Linked DNA regions of Sus scrofa: region 2 is linked to region 1. A link is a contact called in public Hi-C data. All regions are on one chromosome and are shown on one strand. Each heading gives the region's core, a stretch centred on a gene start, on an enhancer-like site or on the middle of the called end of the contact. The rest is flanking DNA. Distances are from core to core; before and after follow the strand shown.

What was found. Hi-C and Micro-C count contacts between places; a contact is called where the count stands out from the background.
Region 2: a Hi-C map of embryonic fibroblasts shows a contact between it and region 1, with 2.9 times the contacts expected there. The contact joins two enhancer-like sites. A contact is called at or near these places in 4 of 47 Hi-C or Micro-C datasets (embryonic fibroblasts, epiblast stem cells, fetal skeletal muscle and 1 more) and 1 of 2 datasets of contacts at active chromatin or transcription factors (skeletal muscle).

What each region holds. Positions count from the first base shown.
Region 1 is chr5:81,548,363-81,552,999 of Sscrofa11.1, reverse strand. It overlaps LOC106510404 (a long non-coding RNA gene), which reads right to left. Exons shown (of 6, transcript XR_002344191.1): 4 at 4,130-4,637; 5 at 2,638-2,736; 6 at 1-1,777. Among named protein-coding and RNA genes, the nearest start is that of PAH, 170 kb to the right of the region's middle. Within about 2 kb of position 2,584, at least 1 of the 83 cell types and tissues checked has an H3K27ac peak or open chromatin away from gene starts, as enhancers often do. A contact at or near this core is called in embryonic fibroblasts, where this site is marked.
Region 2 is chr5:81,769,950-81,774,586 of Sscrofa11.1, reverse strand. It overlaps a transcript of IGF1 not described here. Among named protein-coding and RNA genes, the nearest start is that of IGF1, 9.0 kb to the left of the region's middle. Within about 2 kb of position 2,121, at least 8 of the 83 cell types and tissues checked have an H3K27ac peak or open chromatin away from gene starts, as enhancers often do. A contact at or near this core is called in embryonic fibroblasts, where this site is marked.

The DNA.
Region 1 (4,637 bases), core at 1,335-3,834:
CCATCAATCTCTGTGTGGACTTAGGTCCACTGGAAGTTCCTTTTGCAGGTGACCGTGAGGCCGAGGACATGTTGTCCTTTCAAGCAGAAAACCAAGACTCCCTTTCCGCTGGGAAGGAGTCCACGATTTTAGAGCAGGAGCTCAGGAGCCTGTCGCTTGTCTGCTTTTTCCTCCTGCAGCGCTCCAGTGTGGGTGACTGGCAGCAATCTCAGGCTCTCAGAGTTGGCAGGTGTCCTGAGCACCCATCCAGGGGTGAGATCCCGCCTCAGCTGGTGCAGTGCAGCAGCCCATGGTTCCCCCTCTCTGCAGCAAGGAGGGGACGATGGCTTTGGCATCAGTCTTTCACTCCATCTTCCAACAACTTTGGTCAGATGAATTTGCTGCTCAGACCCCTAGATGCCCAGCTGAAAGGAATGGCCAAAAAAGAAAATGAATGAAAAATTGGCACTTCTGTGAGATAGATAGATTGTAATGTGGGGATTAAAGATCACATTTGAGGAAAAATGACTGAATCGCCTGGGGAAAAGTTTGTGATTATGACATACCATTAAGTAAAAAGAGCCAGTTATAAGGGAATATGTATAGTACAGTCCAGACAGATAGACAGACAGACAGACAGACGGCTGACTGAGCGGGTGAGTGAGAAGAGCATGAGGAATGACAAGTGCTTCAGAACACCTGACTCCACCCTGGGGAACTGTGCTTCTGTAGCCTTCCATTTTGTCTGATACGCTCTGGAAAGACCAGTAGACAGAGCATACTTCCAGAAGGAAAGCACTTTTTCTATTACTCAAACACAGAAATGCAGAGAATTTGGGAGATAATCAACACCCCTCTTCGCTTCCAGTCCATTCACTGAGCTAACGATGGTCCCTGGGAGTCAGCCCTTCTTCTTCTGATCCCCTTCCCCTGGCCTCGCCCCCTCTCTCCATGGTGTTTCCAGCCTCTCGCACGTTTCTGCAGCATCCCAGCTCCAGCCGGGCATGAGCAGAGCCTCACAATCCTCCACAGGAACAGGCCTGGGGCTTCTAGAAGTTTCAGAGTGGGGCATTGTTGAAATGAACTCTTGCTCATATTCAGTCCATCACATATAATTTAATGTATTATTTACAATGTAAAGAATACCCTGTCAGGGGTATGGGGAACAGAAAACCTCGTTAGTTTACATTGACTTGCCATGTAATTAGGCAGCTGTACTGGTAAAAGTATTCACCTAGAAGAGAAAATAGCCAGTTTTGGTGGAAGGCTCTTGAGTTACCCAGTGAGAATCATGGTTAGTCTCGAACGTTGATTTTTCTGTCTTAAAGTCTCTCTCTCTTTCTCTCAACCAATCAATTCTCTATACTCTTTTATCTCCTGGAAAAAAAAAAATTTCACCACAGCCACTATTTGCATTTCTTCTTCGAGACCTTTGATGCATGAATGCTTCTTGTGTGCAAGCTGGAGCTATGGGGTTTCTGATTCAGGTCAGAGTTACTGAAGCCGAAAAAAAATACGAAAGACAAGAATATGAAAAATTAAAGGTACCGTGAGGTGCTCTCTAGGTTAGGTCAAAGGATGCCTGTTAGGGAGTAGGGCATATCAAATGGATAGCTAGGATGAGGGCTGACCCTAGGAGGGCTGGAGAGACTTGACCTGGTTCTGGAGCCTGCTGGAAAGGCAACCATAGCGCCGGGGCCACAGGGCTGCGCCTCCTGCTCCTCTGCCATTATCTTGTCCCAGCTTCTGTTCCTGGCTTATTTCCCTCTCTCCTTCTTAGGTGGGGTGCTCAGCTGTTCTGGACAACAGAATGGGAAGTGGCTTAGATGCCCTGAAGCCTTGCTTTTGTGGTTCTGATACAGAGCATTAGACCTAATTGAATTTGAAAATAATATAGTAAGATGAAAGGAAATCCCACTTGAGCTCCTCATTTTAAAAAGAGTTAAAAAAAATGATGCGCGCCCAAGACCTGAACCTCAAAGAAGGCCCTCTGGTCCATGGAGGCAGACGGGGCCAGATGTTTTTCCCATCTGTGTTGTCCCTTCTGGCATGGAGGCTGCATGAGGGAGGGAGGCACAGAGCAGCAGAGCAGGCCAGCTTGCTGATGCTGCCCTCTTATTTAGCTCATGGAAATTTCATAGCGTCTAAGGTCTAGCTTTCCCCCTGGATTTGAGGGGAAACCACCTATAGCCCACTTGAACTAGTTTCATGGAAGGAACTTCGATACTGTGCAAAACTTCACCCAAGATTAATTGAACTTGACATCCTGAACGTCCTTTGCATGATGTACTAAGGTAGTATTTTTGAAAATGTCAGTATCTGATCCTTGGTGTGTTTTTTAGATGTCTAAAGTATTCCCAGTTCTCAAATTCCCTTTAAGAGCCTGGAATGCAATACATCTCCGAGTTTTCTTTATTTCGGACGAATCACCACCTCGCTATAGCAAAGCTAAATGTACTCCACATCAACAATTCATCACAGTCATAATTAAAAAAATCCTGAAGGGTATCCAGAGTGGCTGCCTCTGTTCAACACAAACCATTCCCTACTTTACGGGAAGTCAGGATCATGGGCCAGCTTTACATTAAATGGAAAGTGGACGCTACCATCTTGTGGACAAAATATATATAACACTGAAATCTGCTCGGGACTGCTTACCTTTCTTGGCATTACAGCGACCACCTCTCTCGTTCTGGATTCCCCCCAGGCCGTCATGATGACCGTCCCTTGCAGGTTGGAACTTCGGCCTTAAGTGGTCTTTGTCACCAGCATGAAGAAATGGGAGTTTACTGAGAAAATCGTGGAACACCAATGCCAGAGACCTGTGTCCTCATGTAACATTTTGACTCTGGCTTCTAGTTTTCATTTTTCCAATTGCAAATTGGCCCTGGTCGCCTCGTATGAGACACCTAAGTTTCTGGGTGGTATTGACTGGGTTAGGTTTACACAGTATCCTGTGGAGTTGAATGTTTTAATACCAAGATGAATCAGTTTATTAATTGGTTATTTTCTATTGAATGTGCAGATTGGTTAATTTTCTCCTGAATTATTTTTACACACACACACACACTAACTCCACACGCAGATACACACATTTCCCACTGGCCATGGTCCTAGAGGAATGACCTTCTAGAACGTGGAAACATGAAAAGTGTCATCACAGCTGAATAAAGAGGAAGACACAGAACCCCAGCATCCTAGGGTGGACAAGGACCTCCAAGTTCATCAAACCCAATCCCTTTTCTAATGTCTGCATCGCTTGTACAATATCCAGCCATTCTTTGAACCTCTCCTTCTAGAATATAAGAAGGTACTGGCAGTGGTAACCTCATGTGTAAAAGACAGGGAACCAGGTTTCTAGTACACATTTCCATGGATACATTTTTTTTTTGTTACTACACAGAGAGATGATTGAAATTAAGCTAGGCTCTAGAGAATCTCTGTGGAAGAGCCTATAAATATCAGTCTCTTTTCCCTGATGTAGAGGTCGTGGTCTGTTTATAGTATGCTACATGGCTGTTGCCCACTGGAGCCTTAAAAGATCTAAAGTTAGAACTTTCCAGTGTTAAAGTTCTTTCATCTCTCAGGGAAGCACGATATCTACCATAAGCTGAAGATGTTTTATTCCATCAGTTCTTTCTTTAAGCCGCACATCTAAGGGATAGCTGCGTGTGTGTGGTCCATATATTTTTCTTACCCAGGAAACTCATGACTTGCACGTTGGTCATAGAGCAAGGCACCACTTAAGAAAGCATCATTATGTTTATTTTGGGGGGGAGCACATAATATAACCAGTCTTTCATTGTTTTCCTGGCTGTGTAAAAGGAAATAATTTCATATCTTCTCCGTCTCCCACAGAGAAATTGCAGAGATTGTGGTAGCACCATCCCTCCTTAGTCTCACTAATCTTAGGGTTTCTCTCTCGATGGCAATTTTGCTCTAGAGAGGGGAGCCTAATTCGAAAGAAATAGCTTCGCCTTCACTTTACTGTCGTTGTTGAAGCACTAAGTTTCTGGAGATAGAAAAGCTCGGAAACCACCACAACAATGACAAAAACAGTGACAAAGACAGGCAGGGCCTGAGCAGGGATCTGTTGTCAGTACTGGCTCTAGGAAGGACACGTGAGAATTGGAAATTTTACTTCCCATACTTGAGTTCCAGGCCTTCCCGATCCATTTCACTTGTCTTCGCATTTTTTATTTTCTTGATCTCCCTCCTCCAGGGTCTTTGGTTTGTTTGGTTGTTTATTTTCACTCCATCCCGTGGTCAAAAGTATAACTGTAGTCTCTGAAGGGAGGTAAATTCTTTAAAAGGTCCAAGGAAGCTCTGAAAAGAAAGCTAAAATAGAAACTGTGCCTTGGTTAGCTGTGAAACCACCAGTGCTAACGTACCTTAAAATTAGTAAGAAAATGTCCCAAATCTGATAAGAAGGAACTTCCTGTTTTGTACTGTTTTCCACAATTTAGACATGGTGTTTTCAGTTTCCAGATATTTTTATGTGAACAATGGATTAATACTACTTTATCAGAAACATTTCACGGCTCTTCTTATGCTTCAGGCACTGCTGCATTCTTACCTATAGTTTTGGGATAACTTAAGTTACTCTGGTTTCCAGTCGAAGTTATCTCCAAATTAATAAAGGAACTCGATGGGAAAAC
Region 2 (4,637 bases), core at 872-3,371, 220 kb before region 1:
CAGTTTGTGGGAAAAAAAAAAAAAAAAAAGCTCTACCTCCCCGCGTGTACTTTGATGATGTAGACAGCATGAAGCTGAAGAACTGCACCCATCTCGAAGGTGGAAATAGCTGCCATGTCCATGTGTGCAGAGTCGGTCCAGGCTGTCTTGGCACTGAGTGCCTCACTCCAGCCCCCGCACCTTCGCAGGTAAAGGCCACAAGTTTCTCATGGCCATTTTTGCTTATTTTAATCATTCCAAGATGTCCTAGAAGCCCACTGCACGTCTCCAAGGCTGTCACCCAGTCCGAGGTTCTCTCTTGGCACACTGTGGGCAAAGATTACCTTACCCCCGTGCGTTCTACTGAAAGGCTGCTTGGGAGACGGAACGCATACTGTTCCATCAGACATTCTGCTCCCGCGATATCCACACACTGACTCGCTGTCTCTTGGTTTTATAACCCCAATTACCCTTAAAGGATAATTGGGTTTTAATTTATGTCCCAGTTTTTATGTCACAATCAAAGAAAACTAAAATTTCAGTGAGTCGTAATTATCATCAGCTGTGCTGTGGAAACATTCCAGGGTGAGCTCTCCGTTTCCAATAGGGAAAGCAATTTCCTGAAGTGATTATTGTATACGTCAACGTGGAGCATGGTCTATATTTCTGGGTAGAGCGAGCCAGCAACAGAGCGGGGCAATAATTCCTAGGGAAATGGCCATTTTCTTTGCTAATTCCAGGAGTCAACATGAAAGCCAAAGGGCAATAAATGTGCCACACGATGACTTTTTAATGACCGAGTCCTGCACCTGTTTAGGAGACAGAGATGAAGGCACCTATTACTGGAGGGTCCACGGCGGTAGTAAATCTAATCCCCAGGAAAAGTTCAGGTCAAGAAGCCCCACTGGAGAGAAATGTACAGGGTCAGTCTAAAATTACTGAATGATTCTGTAGTCTCCTGCCTGGAACAATCTGACAGTTAGATATGGGAATTGTGTGCCACCAAAATAGCAAGGATGTGCTCATCATGAGAACATCCACTCCTGGAGACGCAGAGATTCACAGTTTCACCTTTTGCATGTGTAATGCCTGCGGGATATAAATAACTCTCCCCTAAAGCCTTTTTCTTGAGTAGCATATTTGCATAAAGCTGCAGTCTCAGAAGACTTCTGACACCTTTCTTAAAAAAAAAAAGAAAGAAAAAAAGTTGTTCATCTCCTGAAAGAGCAAGCTGATTGAGAGTCACTGAAAGGGGTGGGCCAGGCCCTGTGCCCCACTCTTTTTGCTCGAGCCATGTCCCCAGTCTTCCCCACAACTGCAGAGTTCCTCATGCAGGAGCTAATCTCATTCCCATGTGCAATGGGGCAGACCCACAATTTATTTCATTAATGTCTTTGTTGACTCTCAAGAAAAGCTCACGAAGGGTATTTGGAGGTAAGAGGACTCTGGAACCAAACAGAGGGTGAAGTTTAAGGTCCAGGGGCCACCCACCAGGCACAGAACTTGGGGTAAACTACTAGACGTGTCTCTTGGCTCAAGACTGGGAGGCGGGTTGGTCTGGGAGTGTATTCTCCAATGTTTGAGATCAAGAGCTTGTCAATTCAGAACGTAAAACTCAGAGGAAAAGGCTGGCCTCAAAAATACAACATGCTGCTGAACAAGGGACCCAATGTCAGCTCCAAAAGATCTTCTCAGAAGCAGCTCTGTTAGTCCTCAGAAAGATCTTTAGCTCAAAGGAACTGCTTTAAATCCTCAGAGGAGCTTTTTCCCCCACAGCTAGGGAAAACAGTAATAGGGAGAAGAAATCCTCCCACTAAAGAAATCAATGCTTTCTTTTCAACATCAAACTTGGATCTTATTTCTTCTAAAATGTCAAAAGGGCAAATGCTGAGAACAGTCAGAAGCAAAACTTTTGTGGTTTTGGGAGCAAAAGAATTCTTCGTAATGGCAGATGAGGAGTCACTGCATGGGGCGAGGGTGGATTGGTGGAGTGAGAGAACCTAAGGGCTCACCGCAATTGCCCCTAGTTGAAGAGAAAAGTGAGGAAAGGAGACACCAATTCCAAATTTCAGGGGCAAGTACCCAAAGAGTGCTTTCTTTTGGAATCGAAAAATGTGCGCGCCCTCTAGTGGGCTTCGGGGAAACTGCCACCGCAATCTTGACCATTGCTGCGCGAAGTTTGGGAGGCATAGGGTGTTATAGAAAAGCTCTAGATTCAAATATACTTTAAACTGAGCACATCTTTTGAAACAAATAAGCTAGGTGTTTAATTGGCTCTACTTTTTAAAAAGGGGAAAGTGCTAAAGGGAGACAGAAAGATGCTAAACGTTATGAGAGCATGGATGACGTCTCCAGGGCCCCACTCCCAGTGCTTACACCTGGTGGGGGCTCCACACATTTTGTTGGTTGAATCAGAGTCTGGAAAATAAATGATGATAAAGGTAAACTATTTCACCTAGAAGGATAATAAACTCTTTGAGAATGAAATGAACAATTTCTTCATTTTTATAAATAAGAAAAGAGGGGTGGAGGAGCAGTGGATAGAAAAGTGACTTGTTTTAATGTAACAAATGTAGGAGCTTGAAAATGGAGCTGAAATCCAAGCCCCCTGTTTGTTCTGCTCTCTTTATACAACATCAGTGTTCAAATGTGGGCTCAAACACTGATGGTCGAAGACACGGCATTCAAGAAACCTAGGAATTCCCTGGTGGCTGCAATGGGTTAAGGATCCAGTGTTGTCACTGCTGTTGGGATTCGAACTTGTCTGGGAACTTCGACATGCTGCAGGCATGACCAAAATATACATATAAAGAACATTAACTGAGACAAAATTATAATTTTCAGAAGGAAAAAGAAAGGGGAAAAAAAGATTTGAAAGGAAAAAAAAAGAATCACGTAAGTGTGGAATGGTTCCATTTTTAATTCTTCTTCTAGCCTAAATTTACTGAGAAAACAGTCTCAGTTTAGTACGAATCAGTCTTCAGTTCCTCTCTAACACTTGCTAATCTCCCTTTTGGATGACAACAACAACAAAACAAACAAAAAAACAAAAACAAAAACAAAATGAACCTTAAGCCCAAAGTCATTCCATGAAATGGTTTTATCTAGAACTTAATAACACTTTTTTTGTTTTTATAGTTATTTGTTTTTTTTGAAGAATACTTTCTGCTTAGAGCAAGTGATACTGTTTTTGAAGTAGATATTTTAAAGCTTAGTTTTAAAATATATATTTCTATGTCTTAAAAATCAACTTAAGAAAAAATATTTTTAAATTAAATTCTATTACAGATGTAAGACAGTTATGACAAAAAAAACAATGTAATTGGCATTTGAAGATTTTACATTTGGGCATCATCGCAGTGTTTAGGGGAAAAGCCCAACCTAGCCACAAGGACAAAAGCAGGTAGCAAAGACCCTGTATATAGAAAATGCCACCATATGAATGTATTAATAATGTTTGCTGATCGTTTAGATACCCTTTAAGCTCACAGTCTTTTTCATTCCAGTCTTTCATAGAGCTTGGGAGATGTTGAAAAGGCTAGGTAGATTGAATAGCAGTTGAGTTAAATCTTGAGGCCTGAGTTCACATTCAAGATGGAAAAAAAACCCCAAAACAACAGTATATGCTATTCCAGGCAGAGGAAACAGCATAGGCAAAGTTGTATGGGAATGAGAAGGTACCCAGTATTGGGGTGACAATCATGCTTTCAGACTCCTGTACTGTGGAGGCTCTTTAGTCCCCTCTCCTCCCCATCAGTAGCTTTTACAGAGCTGAAAGACTGGAAAACAATCTTAATTCCCTCATGATTCTCTTGTAAACGAAGATTTGTATGGAACTAAGTATGTGATTAATTCTGGGAATGACACAGTGCCTCAAGGTAAATATGCAACAGCAGACCTGGGTTACATCATAACCTAAGTCAGTCTGAGCAGTGCTGGGTAAGAAGTGAGGTGGAGATTGATCACCCAATGGCTTTCCAGAGATTCCATTTTGAAAGATTTAATTGTAGTGTTTATACCTTGGTAAGTAGATTTCAATGGAAGAACAAAGTGATTACACTTGATAAAGTCTTTCTGCAATAAGGGTTGAGACAAAAAGGTCTTGTTTCTGATGAGCCTGACCTTCCTGGAAAAACTGGTTCATCAGAGCATCCCACTCTTCATGTGGGTCAATTAAGGAGGTTTTATTGCACTCTTTGAGAGCAGGGCACAGAGCCTAGAGCCTGAAGGTGGCTGCTGAGAATCTTGTCTTCATGTGAGGCTTCGTGGCCTCATGCGAGGGTTCCCTGCATAAACAGAAGTTTGAGTAATCGATTGAGGAGGAGACACAGAATCTAGCGGGGCCTTTGCTAATGGTTCACTGGGGAAGCATAGATCTTTGGAGTCTGTAAGTCATTCTCAGCCTAGCATAGACCCTTGAGTGTGGAATGAAGGTGTGCCAAGGAAGCACACACTTTACTCCTTTTGATAATTCCTTGCTAAAGACCTCAGTTTCCCTCAGAGAGCAGAATAAATCTTTAAACCCAGTTGTATTAATGAGAGTTCCCCAAAGAAATGGAAAAAACAGGACCTGTCTGCCTATCTATCCATCATCTATCTCTTTGTTACCCCTCTCTCTTTCCCTCTCTCTGTCTCTCTCAATCAGCACATTTTAAGGA